3 separate regions of the Danio rerio genome follow, and regions 1 and 3 are each linked to region 2. Evidence: chromatin contacts called from public HiCAR-type and Micro-C data. All regions are on one chromosome and are shown on one strand. The core of a region is the stretch at or near the end of the contact, and the rest is flanking DNA. Distances in the headings are between cores, read along the strand shown.

What was found. A called contact is a pair of places that touch in the nucleus more often than the background predicts. HiCAR-type assays count read pairs that join an accessible place to other places.
Region 1: a Micro-C map of caudal fin shows a contact between it and region 2, with 5 times the contacts expected there. The contact joins the enhancer-like site here to the promoter of LOC137487480 in region 2. A contact is called at or near these places in 2 of 18 Hi-C or Micro-C datasets (caudal fin and embryo).
Region 3: a contact with region 2 is called in a HiCAR-type map of caudal fin, with 10 times the contacts expected there. The contact joins the promoter of LOC141378646 here to the promoter of LOC137487480 in region 2. A contact is called at or near these places in 9 of 18 Hi-C or Micro-C datasets (caudal fin, embryo, fibroblasts and 4 more) and 1 of 4 datasets of contacts at active chromatin or transcription factors (caudal fin).

What each region holds. Positions count from the first base shown.
Region 1 is chr2:42,797,380-42,801,108 of GRCz12tu, forward strand. No RefSeq gene overlaps it. Among named protein-coding and RNA genes, the nearest start is that of slc25a36a, 12 kb to the left of the region's middle. Within about 2 kb of position 1,687, at least 4 of the 62 cell types and tissues checked have an H3K27ac peak or open chromatin away from gene starts, as enhancers often do.
Region 2 is chr2:42,588,535-42,592,170 of GRCz12tu, forward strand. It overlaps LOC137487480 (complement C1q-like protein 2), which reads right to left and starts at 2,184. Exons shown (of 3, transcript XM_073928746.1): 1 at 1,955-2,184. The coding sequence starts at 2,132. The region is part of intron 1 of LOC141378646; the gene reads right to left.
Region 3 is chr2:42,751,219-42,754,741 of GRCz12tu, forward strand. It overlaps LOC141378646, which reads right to left and starts at 2,170. Exons shown (of 4, transcript XM_073928690.1): 1 at 1-2,170. It also overlaps a transcript of spsb4a not described here.

The sequences.
Region 1 (3,729 bases), core at 437-2,936, 210 kb after region 2:
GTTGGCTCGATATTGGAATTTGATCACTTTCCAACCTAAAATCGACTAAATATCAACGTCATTTGATGTCATTATTTGACATCAAAATAATGTTATCCTTAGACGCTGGCTAGACATTAAATTATGCTGAAATCTGACATCACAACCTAAATCTAACCTAATATTAACGTCTTATGATGTTGTGTGCCTGCTGGGCATTAACTAAATGCACTACAGAATGTTACGTTTACACGCACATGCACAAATTACATGTAAATGCCTCAGCTTTTTACAGCGTAATACTCACTAATCTTGAGTATTTTTAAAAGGGCTACTTTTTATAAATACTTTGAGTAATTTTTTCAACAGATGCTTTTACTCTACTTGCACTACATTTTTAGGCAAGTAATAGCCCTTTTACTTGAGTATGATTTTTCAGTACTCTTTCCACCACTGAACATTTGCAAATTATACTGTAATATTACTTAATGTAATGCAAAAACTGAAGAAATACATATTTACGCTCATTTTCATAAGCAAAAAAGAGTGATGGCTCAAAAATCTGCCAATGCAGGCTCATTCCGATTACATACCCCTATATACATTTCTGGAGAGAGCCAAATAAGTCTCGGGAGCTATGTTTTTTTTTTTTTTTTTGCAGTTTTTGTTTTCGTGAATTTGCCAGAGGCCAATGCGTATGCTTCTTCAGATCTTAAATTTCTCTGGCAAGTGTCATTTGTGCCCGCTCTTATCGCATAAGTCCACTAGAGGGCGCTGTCGACTGATTGAATGAATTACTGACTAACCAACTGATCCACTGTGTAGTTATGTGTAAGAAATAATGTTCCATGATTACCAGATTCAAAACTTTGTAGTGCTAAAAACCGAGGTTCTGCCTAGCCAAAGACAAGGAAAAAAGACAGAGCTTTACAAGGCCTGGGTAATCATCAAGCAAAACAACTGCATTCTGACAGCAAACTGCACCTGTACAGCAGGGTATGTGAACTTACATTTTTACATTTCATTGTAAACAATCTAAGTGTCTGCAGTTTAATTAACCAAATTTAACTGTCTTTGCTGAAATCAGTGCTGCGATCAGAAACGAGTAATGTGTATGATTCAGCATAGCATGAATTTAACTGATGTAACATGAGAACTGCGGTCCTCACTCCATTCAGCTCTTCTGATGGCTGTTAGACAAAGACGTCTGCAGTTGGCATTAAAAACAAAGTGGTGTATGGTAAAATTTAAGTTTTCTATTTTTGTACTTTCGATTATAGGCATCCTACTGCCCATCACTTTTTTTTTTGCAACCGGTATGCGCGGTTGAACCTGTGTGACATCATCTATTTTCAATAGAACCGATTGACCTGCCCACCCCCTTTCCTAAACCCAACGGCAGTGTTTTGAAAAGCAATCCAGAAATCCACCTGAATTTTACCATGTTTTCATATTTTACCACATTCTCACTCTATTTACTAAAAAATGTCTGCAGATTCTGTCTGACCTATTTTATTAGGAAAAAAAAAATATTTAGCAAATATTTTTAGCTAAGAGAAGCTAAAAGCAGCCACTTTTGGGGAGGTTTTAAGGCATTACTGGGAAATGCTGAATGTTCAAGGTTTTTAGTGAATACGGGATGTCACGTTTTTGCTGTTGTGTATTTATTTGCCTGATTTAGACTTTGACATGATGATGATGACCAACATGTCCGAACACAAAGTGAAGCACAGGTCACTGTCAAATCAGCACAGTCCCTCAGCATGTAGGTTAGTCTACCACAGACTCTAGTTAAACTTTACACACAGTGAAGTTTGACAACAGAAATGACCAAAGCTGAAGCACAGATTAAGCTTATTTTCACACATTTTTTTGTGATTTTCTGATTATTACTTAATATGATGCTGATTTCTAAAATCTGCTGTTTTCCAACCAAATATTTATGTATCACCATAGTGAAAGCTTGGTCTAATCTATTGACATGCACTCAAAAACGATATGTTGTCGTCTTGCCTGTGCACTGATAAGACAACAAGATAGGCTAGCTTTTGTTGTTATGCTTTTTGGCTGGTTGTTGACTTTCTAAATACAATAAAAAGCTATTCATTATCAGTTTTTGTTTGTTTAATCAATGTTGATTACGTTCATTGCTGCGTTAATGATTGTGTGAGATTTTTAAAACTATATTTTAATGATTCTTTACTCTGTTGACTGAATGCAAGCGCTAATGCCAAATTAGACAATTACATTTCTACAAAAGTTCTATGTTTTATGTTTTTATTAAGTTATTGTAGTGAAAGTTGTGGGGCGTCACGGTGGTGCAGTGGGTAGCGCGATCGCCTCACAGCAAGAAGGTAGGTGGTTTGAGCCTCGGCTGGGTCAGTTGGCATTTCTGTGTGGAGTTTGCATGTTCGTGTATAAAGCCAACGATAAACTTCTGGTGAAAGCCTAATATGACTATTTCAATTTCACGAGGTTGTTTTTACAGAATCGATGTTGAATTGTAATTCATGATGGTTGTTTGGTTGTTCAAGCTTAAAACGAGATGAAACCCCGCTGTAACCACTAGCACTGTCAGTAGTAACAGGCTAGTGCAGAAATTCCTTTGAAAACACTGTGGTAAAATAAACTGTCATATTTTAAAGTCATGGTAGGGGCAAATGGAACTCACTGCAGTGCTCGTTGTCTTATCTGAGACCCACTTCATATCGTATATCTAACAGGCAGATCTTCATGCTGATTTTTAAAGAAAAGTCTGTGTGCATATAGCTTATTGGGTAAGCTAAATTGTCTGTAGTGTATTTGTCCGAATGGGATTGTATGGGTGTTTCCCAGTGACGGGTTGCAGCTGGAAGGGCATCCGCTGGGTAAAACATATGCTGGATAAATTGGCGGCTCATTCCGCTGTGGTGACCCATGATTGATAAAGGGACTAAGCGGAAAAATAAATTAATGAGTAAAAGTTGTCGGCTTTGCTGCAGTTTGGCGACATCTGCTGGAGAAGCTTCTGCATGCCTCATTGAACAAAATACTAAGATTCTGGACCACATGCAGGCTCGTGCCCGCCTGTGCAATGGGCTGGATCCTTTTTCTCAAAATGTGGACCTTTTTGCCTCATTTTCTATTTCATTCAGAGATTTAAATACTGCATTTTAATGACATTTTAAGCACTATTTTTAGCTGTATTAGCTTGTCGGACTGTTGTAACACACTTTTTAACATACCAAAATATAAAATATTTAGAATAGATAAAGATGAATAAATAATTACTTTTAGTCACAAATTTATTACATCATATATCATAAGAAAAAATAGGAATCTGTTAAAGTTTTAAATGAAAAACTGTAGTCTGTTGTTTTTTTTTTTTTTTTTTCTGCAAATAACAATCTGGCCAGCACATTCAATTGTCCTCAGTCATAATTTGGATATTTGAATAATAAAAAACTCTATAAATAATAAAAATTATTGAATAATAAAAAATCTAGTAAAAAATCTAATTAAAGAGCTTCATGATTTGTCTAGCCTCTCTTGTAAAACAAAATACATTTGATTAAAAATTCATGGATATCAGCATTAGCCAAACTAGTATTCAAATTACTTAAATATGGGCCATTTTTGGTCCCTCACATCTTTTTATTGGTAATTTTTTGCTTCTAGAATAAGGTACAAGATTTAGAATAAAAGTTACCTGTAAAATGTTTTTTTTTCTATTAAAAAAAAACAGCAGTAGGAAAAGATGACCACTTGAAC
Region 2 (3,636 bases), core at 934-3,433:
ATGAAAACCTCTGTAATCATTCACCTCCATGCACACTCATATGCTTTTGTAGGTTATTCAGAAGTTTATATCTGATAAATATGCCCTGTAAAAAATGCTTGGTTCCAATGCTTGGTTTGTGTGTTGTCCTAACACAAATTAAGTTATCTTCATCATGTTTACAAATTTAGGTGGACTGAACATAAAAGTTTTAAGTTATGTTTTTAAATTTCTTTAGTAGCGGACAATTAAGAGAACGATCTTGTTGCCTTAGTTCATTTTATCCCCTGGCTGAACAAAAAATTGATAAATTTGAAATTCGTCCACCACAAAAAAAGAGTCTCACTGATTCGCCTTCAGCAGCTAAAAGTATGACCCAATCATACTGGACCCAGGTGAGGAAGCTCCAAACATTTCAGGTCGCAGCGCTAGCAATACTGGAAAAACAAAATGCAGGAATAAATAGTTACTGATTTTACTGGTTACTAATAGTTACTGGTTTTATTCCATTTTCTCAAAGCATTGAGTCTCTGACCCAGCACCATGCATTATCTGCACCAAAGTTCTTGCTAATGAATGTGTGAGGCAGTTCAAATTAATATGACATTTGCTGATGACTCATCACCAATTCTGCAGGGTGTACCCAATACAAATGGCCTGCTGATGTTTTGCTTTTATATTTTACATTAGGCTATTATTTGTGCATAAACATTTCTAGATATAGAAAGAAAAAAAAAAAAAAACATTTGTTTGAAATCAAGCGGGGACCTTACAATTTTTTCCAGCATAAAAAGGGGTCTCGGGCAATAAAAGGTTGGGAACCACTGATGTATATGACTAAAGGTGGGGCAAAGTATTGCCAATGAATATGGAATCACATGAGCACACACACACACACATACACACACATACACACACATACACATATGTGTACACAAAAAATGGATTATGGCTTTTGTTGGTCCAAAGTCTGCAACTATATTTAAATTAGACAATTCATTTATATTTGTGTATTAAAACCAAAGGAGTTGTGTTGGAAAAAAAAAATAGAAAAGGTAAGTTTTCAAATTTAAACAGCTCGCTTAATTAAAATGAATGAAAGAAAGTTGTGTTCCTTCTGAAGTACCACATTTTGGTCAATAGGTGGACTAATATCTACACATGCCCTAATTTAAAAAAAAAAAAAAAAAAAACTGAGAAGGTAGATTTAAACCACAGCAATCGCTCATTATATGGAAATCAAAAGATGAATATTACAGAACAAATTGAGAAAGTGCATAGAAAGTTTCCCGAATATGGACACACAATAGAGGTTTTTCTCTTTTTATGCATTTACATTGAGGCTGTGACAACATTTGAATCATTAATGTAATGTACTCACTTGTAATACTATGTTGTGTATACCATCATTTAGCTTTAATCTTTTTGTTTTGTAAGTTCACTAAAATACATATTCTTTCTTTAATGTTGAACATTGAACCTATTGACATAAAAAAAAGTTACATAAAAAAAGTCAACATATGCTTTTTTGAATGTATATGGACATTGTTTGATGTCTTGGAAATGTTTATTTTTTTATTTTTCTGAAATTAGCACATCCAAATTGTATAATATTTAACTTACACATTTCTAGTAATAGTGTAGTTAGTGTAATTCTTATTTTACATTTTCAGAAAGTTTTGCAATATTTTTTCTCACCCTAAAACTGTCACTACTAAAACATTTACCTCGTAAATGTATATTTTAACACTTTCACAGGTAAATCTGTAACATTCTAACAATAGTTGTATTTTGATTTTTGATGGTAAAGGACAATCAAGTTGATTGTAGTTGACGTACAAGAACAAGGGTACAAATTAGTAAATCACGTGCATGAGTAGGTAAATCAAGGGAACAAATTAAACAGTTATGTGCATCTTTTTTTTCGTCTGGTGCAGGGCTCCATAACATACTGTGAAATGGTCGGGGGGGTTACCTTTTTTCCTGAGCTGCTCATCTTGAAACTCAGCAGAAGTTAAAGCGGCGTCGCTTTCCTCCACATCCAAATGCTCAGTGTTCTCAGTCTTGTTTCTGTGCTCCTGCTGCTGGACCTCAGACATACAGACACAGCTGAACAGGAGAAACAGCAGCGGATACACCACACAGCAGGACATCTTAAAGATTTACTTTCAAACTTTCCTCTTTCTACTTTTTTTAAGTTGACTTCTTGCTCTGTTAATTAGCAAAGGACACAAACTCTGCACGGTTACTGTGAAGAAATGAATACGACTGATCTTCTGTTGAGGGGTCTTTCAGCCTGTAAATTAACAAATCCCTGCAGCTCTTTATATAGGTATGGTGGATTGATGTTTAACCCAGGAAACACTTTTAATGAGGAAACAAAGAAAATATTTGTTTTGGTGATGACCACGTGTGAAACGTGATCCATATCAGAAGATATAAAGACATATGAATAATAACTGTTTTGCTGATGGATCAATAATCAACTCTAGTTCATTTGTTATTTATACAGTATGACTGCATGCATTTTATTATTTAAAAAGGAATTAAAAGAGTTAAATCAAATATTTGGTAACACTTTATTTTAAGTAACAATTCACACCATTTACTGCTTTTTATTAAGCTAATAACTGTTTATTAACACATAAAGTATAGTATGATCTTATTTGACATCCCTAATCCTACCCAAAACCTCAACCCAACTACTACCTTATTAACTATTAATAAGCAGCTAATTATTTGTTTATTGAGCTAAATGTCTTAGTTAATGGTTTGTTAGTGTGAATTGTACATTGAAATAGTGACCAAATAATTAGATTAAATTTTGCATGCAGACATAATTTAACATTTAAATTCAATGTTAGTACAATATTATTCAATTTTTAAATCTATATTTCCCCTTTATTTCTTTTGGAGAAAGTTCGTTTAGTTTGGCTAAAATAAAAGCTTTTAAACATTTTTCAAGTCTCCCTATATTGCTTAACATAATAGTTAAGCCTTTAAATTACACAAAACTAAATACTAGTATTTTGTAAAAGTTGAAAAATAGTATGTACTGTCATCATAGCAAATACAAAAGAAATGTTTAAAAATGTTTTGAAAAAAAAATCTTCTCTCCATTAAAAACACTTATTAAAAATTCTTGAATTTTATATTTATATATATATTTAAATTCCACAATTTGCCTTCTTCTGTATACGAGGAAAGAAAATATAATTGACAGTGAGAAAATTTTGAGCATTCAAAGAACCATCAAGCATAAAAAACAATACTTAAATGCACCAGTCAATCATTAAATTACTAACTTGATCAGGAGAGAAGATCATAAATGCACGGTATATGCTGTTTCACAATATTATTACTGTAAACAAAGGAAATTGTAAAATAATCAGGAAGAAAATAATTCAGAATTCACATCCTGATCATGATTGAAAAAAACAACACAAAGGACAATGTACTGCTTTTTCTGTTAAACTTTAACATAAGAATTAGGGCTGTATTGAGTGGATCTTTCCAAAAAACGAACTGCTTTCCATAGTCTAAACTGTAAAAGACTTCTTTGGAAAATGGGCCATATATTTTTTTACTGACAGTTCACATGCAGCCGTCAAATGAATACCATTGTTATGTTTTAGTACAGTCAACAGTTGCATACAG
Region 3 (3,523 bases), core at 920-3,419, 160 kb after region 2:
ACCAAGGAAACAGTGGCTAAACAACTTCTAGTATTATACACAACTGAAAGCAAGTTTAAATGTCCTACAACTTTACACAAACAGCTGGAAACAAGTCCTCAAACCATACACAACAACTGAAACAAATCTTAAATGTACTTACAGGCTGCTGTTCTAGATGCTGCTAAAGTGCTTCTCCTGCCGACTAATGCTACCGTGCTCACTATATAGTGGTTACCTGGCGTTTGGACACGCCTCCCGAGTCAAAACAAGGGCCGAAACTGAGGCGGACGACGCGAAACCGCGTCTGCGTTCGCTACACAAGCTCTTATAGTAACCAAGGAAACAGTGGCTAAACAACTTCTAGTATACACAACTGAAAGCAAGTTTAAATGTCCTACAACTTTACACAAACAGCTGGAAACAAGTCCTCAAACCATACACAACAACTGAAACAAATCTTAAATGTACTTACAGGCTGCTGTTCTAGATGCTGCTAAAGTGCTTCTCCTGCCGACTAATGCTACCGTGCTCACTATATAGTGGTTACCTGGCGTTTGGACACGCCTCCCGAGTCAAAACAAGGGCCGAAACTGAGGCGGACGACGCGAAACCGCGTCTGCGTTCGCTACACAAGCTCTTATAGTAACCAAGGAAACAGTGGCTAAACAACTTCTAGTATTATACACAACTGAAAGCAAGTTTAAATGTCCTACAACTTTACACAAACAGCTGGAAACAAGTCCTCAAACCATACACAACAACTGAAACAAATCTTAAATGTACTTACAGGCTGCTGTTCTAGATGCTGCTAAAGTGCTTCTCTAGACTTCTCTAGACTGTCTCTAGACTGATGGCATTTCATGCCGTTCAGCCTTATAATCTTAAAATGTCAGCAAAATCACCTGCTTTGTCATCACTTTAGATGTTACGCTAGAGAATCAATCAAATACTAGCTTTAAAGTGACGTTGGTGAATTAGTAACAGATTCTGTTGTGCTGACGTCAGCTGCAGATGTGAAGGAATGGCGGATCCTCGCATCATAGGATTTTTGAGACTCTCCACCTTTGATTTTCTCTTTTATATACATCATTACTGTTGTATAAACGCAATATCACACTCGTAACAGTGTGAGCAATAAACATTCACACTCCATTGACATAACTTCAATCAAACACAATGTTGTAACAAATTAATTTGATTAGTTTGTATAATTAGTTAATATATATACAATTAGTCTATCTAAATCAATTAATCAAAATCTAACCTATAATAACCGTCACATGCTCTGTCACAGCCTGATGGAGCTCATGTAGTTATGTCATGCAAGTTCATAATGATAGCTCATAATATTTCATCCATCAGCTACATCAGCTGTCATCTAATTTTTGAAGGAATAAAACTGTAAAATAAGAATTTAAGCAAAATGCACTACAGTGTCACCAGCTGTCCTGAGATAGCCGGACTCTGTTAGTGACCAGCCTGTCTGTTCTGGCAGACAGATAAATGGGCATTGTCACAATGGTGCAGCTTCTCTCCACCTCATATGACAGCACATTCGTCAATCTCACAGAGGCCGACATCAAATTATCCAAATTAAAACGGGCTTAGTGTGGCATCTGGCCTCATCCCTAAGGACCCCAGAACAGCTGAGCTCAAAGCAGACCTTCAAAAAGACGTCATGTCCCCCTCGTAAAGCCATAACCACATCACACTATACTATGGTACGATGCCAGCATTAATCAGGATTAAAGGTCAAAAGTCAAGTAAGTGCATATGGCTCATTCAGAGCAGTTTGTACGATATCGCATGACAGACTACTCTACATTCACATATCAGGGCTTCACATATAGTTCAACATCAAACAAGCTATCTGACAAAGCTTTGAAACACTTATGGGAGAGATGGAGGAAGTCAGATCTGAAAGCAAAATACAGCCTTTTGTGTGCACACTATCATTTCCTGAAAGTCGGACAGAAAAACGCTCACGGATTTGTGCAAAAGTTACTGTTATCGCAACAATGGTTTTAAAGGGTTGTATTTGGAGAGCCATTTCACAGAACATCAGCTGATGGGATTTCTTTTTAAAAGGAACAAGTCTGCATGGATAGACATTTTTATAGACAGACAGACCAGATAGACAGGCTGACAGACAGAAAGAAACGGACAGATATAAAGGTTGGATGAATGGATATATAAAATAGAAAGAAAGAAAGAAAGAAAGAAAGAAAGAAAGAAAGAAAGAAAGAAAGAAAGAAAGAAAGAAAGAAAGAAAGAAAGAAAGAAAGAAAGAAAGAAAGAAAGAAAGAAAATTTGCAAATTGGGGTAAAAAAAACAGGGCAAGTGCAGATAGAAACTTCTGAATCTAAAAAGTCATTTTTCGTTTGGAATTTTAAAGTTCAATTTGGCAGATCATTAATTGAATACATTCAGTCTGCTTAATAATTTAATTTTAAAAAATCTTTATATGAATTATTGAATAATATTTATTCAGTTAAATGCCCCATGAATGAGAATTTGTCCTTCATTGCTTAATATTGAACTTAAATATATTCAATTTTATTTTGACAAACACTGAAAAGTATTTCACTGACTATATATATATATATATATATATATATATATAATATATATATATATATATATATATATATATATATATATATATATATTTCACATTGACTACATTACATTTTTAATAATGTTTCTTTATCAACAATGTAAAATTTTATATTTCATCTCAATATCAAAAAAAAACCTCTAAATCATAACATTACCACACTTTTTCAGTTTCAGATTTCTTCTTAATTGTGTGTGCTGCGGCATTATTTAGTAGATTCCGTATATAATGTATGGATGGATGAATGGGTATATAAGAAAGAAAGAAAGAAAGAAAGAAAGAAGAAAGAAAGAAAGAAAGAAAGAAAGAAAGAAAGAAAGAAAGAAAGAAAGAAAATTGATTGATGGATGGATGGATAAAAATAGACCTACAGAATCATTCCTTTGATTTCATATAAAAAAAATTCTTTTTTTGGGGGGGGTGGGGGGAATAGGAAAAAGAAAAAGAGCTAACATTCACCTATATTTAAGGTAAATGGATCTTACCTCTGAAGCAGCGGGCGCCCAACATCAATGACAATAGACTCCAACAAGGTGAAAAATGAAGGCGAGGAATCCCCTCAATCTCAGTGAAATCCCAGCAGAGGCCCATTCTCCTTCAGGGAAGTATTTGCATTTTCATAAGGACTCGACAGTCAGTCGAACGACACAATGATGAAGCGTTTATCTGTAGGCCTATGTGAAGAGGAAATGGGGAAAACTAACCGATAAAGGGACGTGAGGAAAAGGATCTCTTTAAACTGACACCGAGGGACTGTGTGGGTGGCAAAACTGTGATAAGAGAAGACGTGAGAGAACTGGAGTAAAACCCCGCAGTATTCATGTTAAATAACAACAGTGGGTCAAAATTAGTAATACAAATAAGATTAGCCGTTGCGAAGCGATATTTGACGCAAACAACGGCTGGGTAAGAAAAAAAGCTATC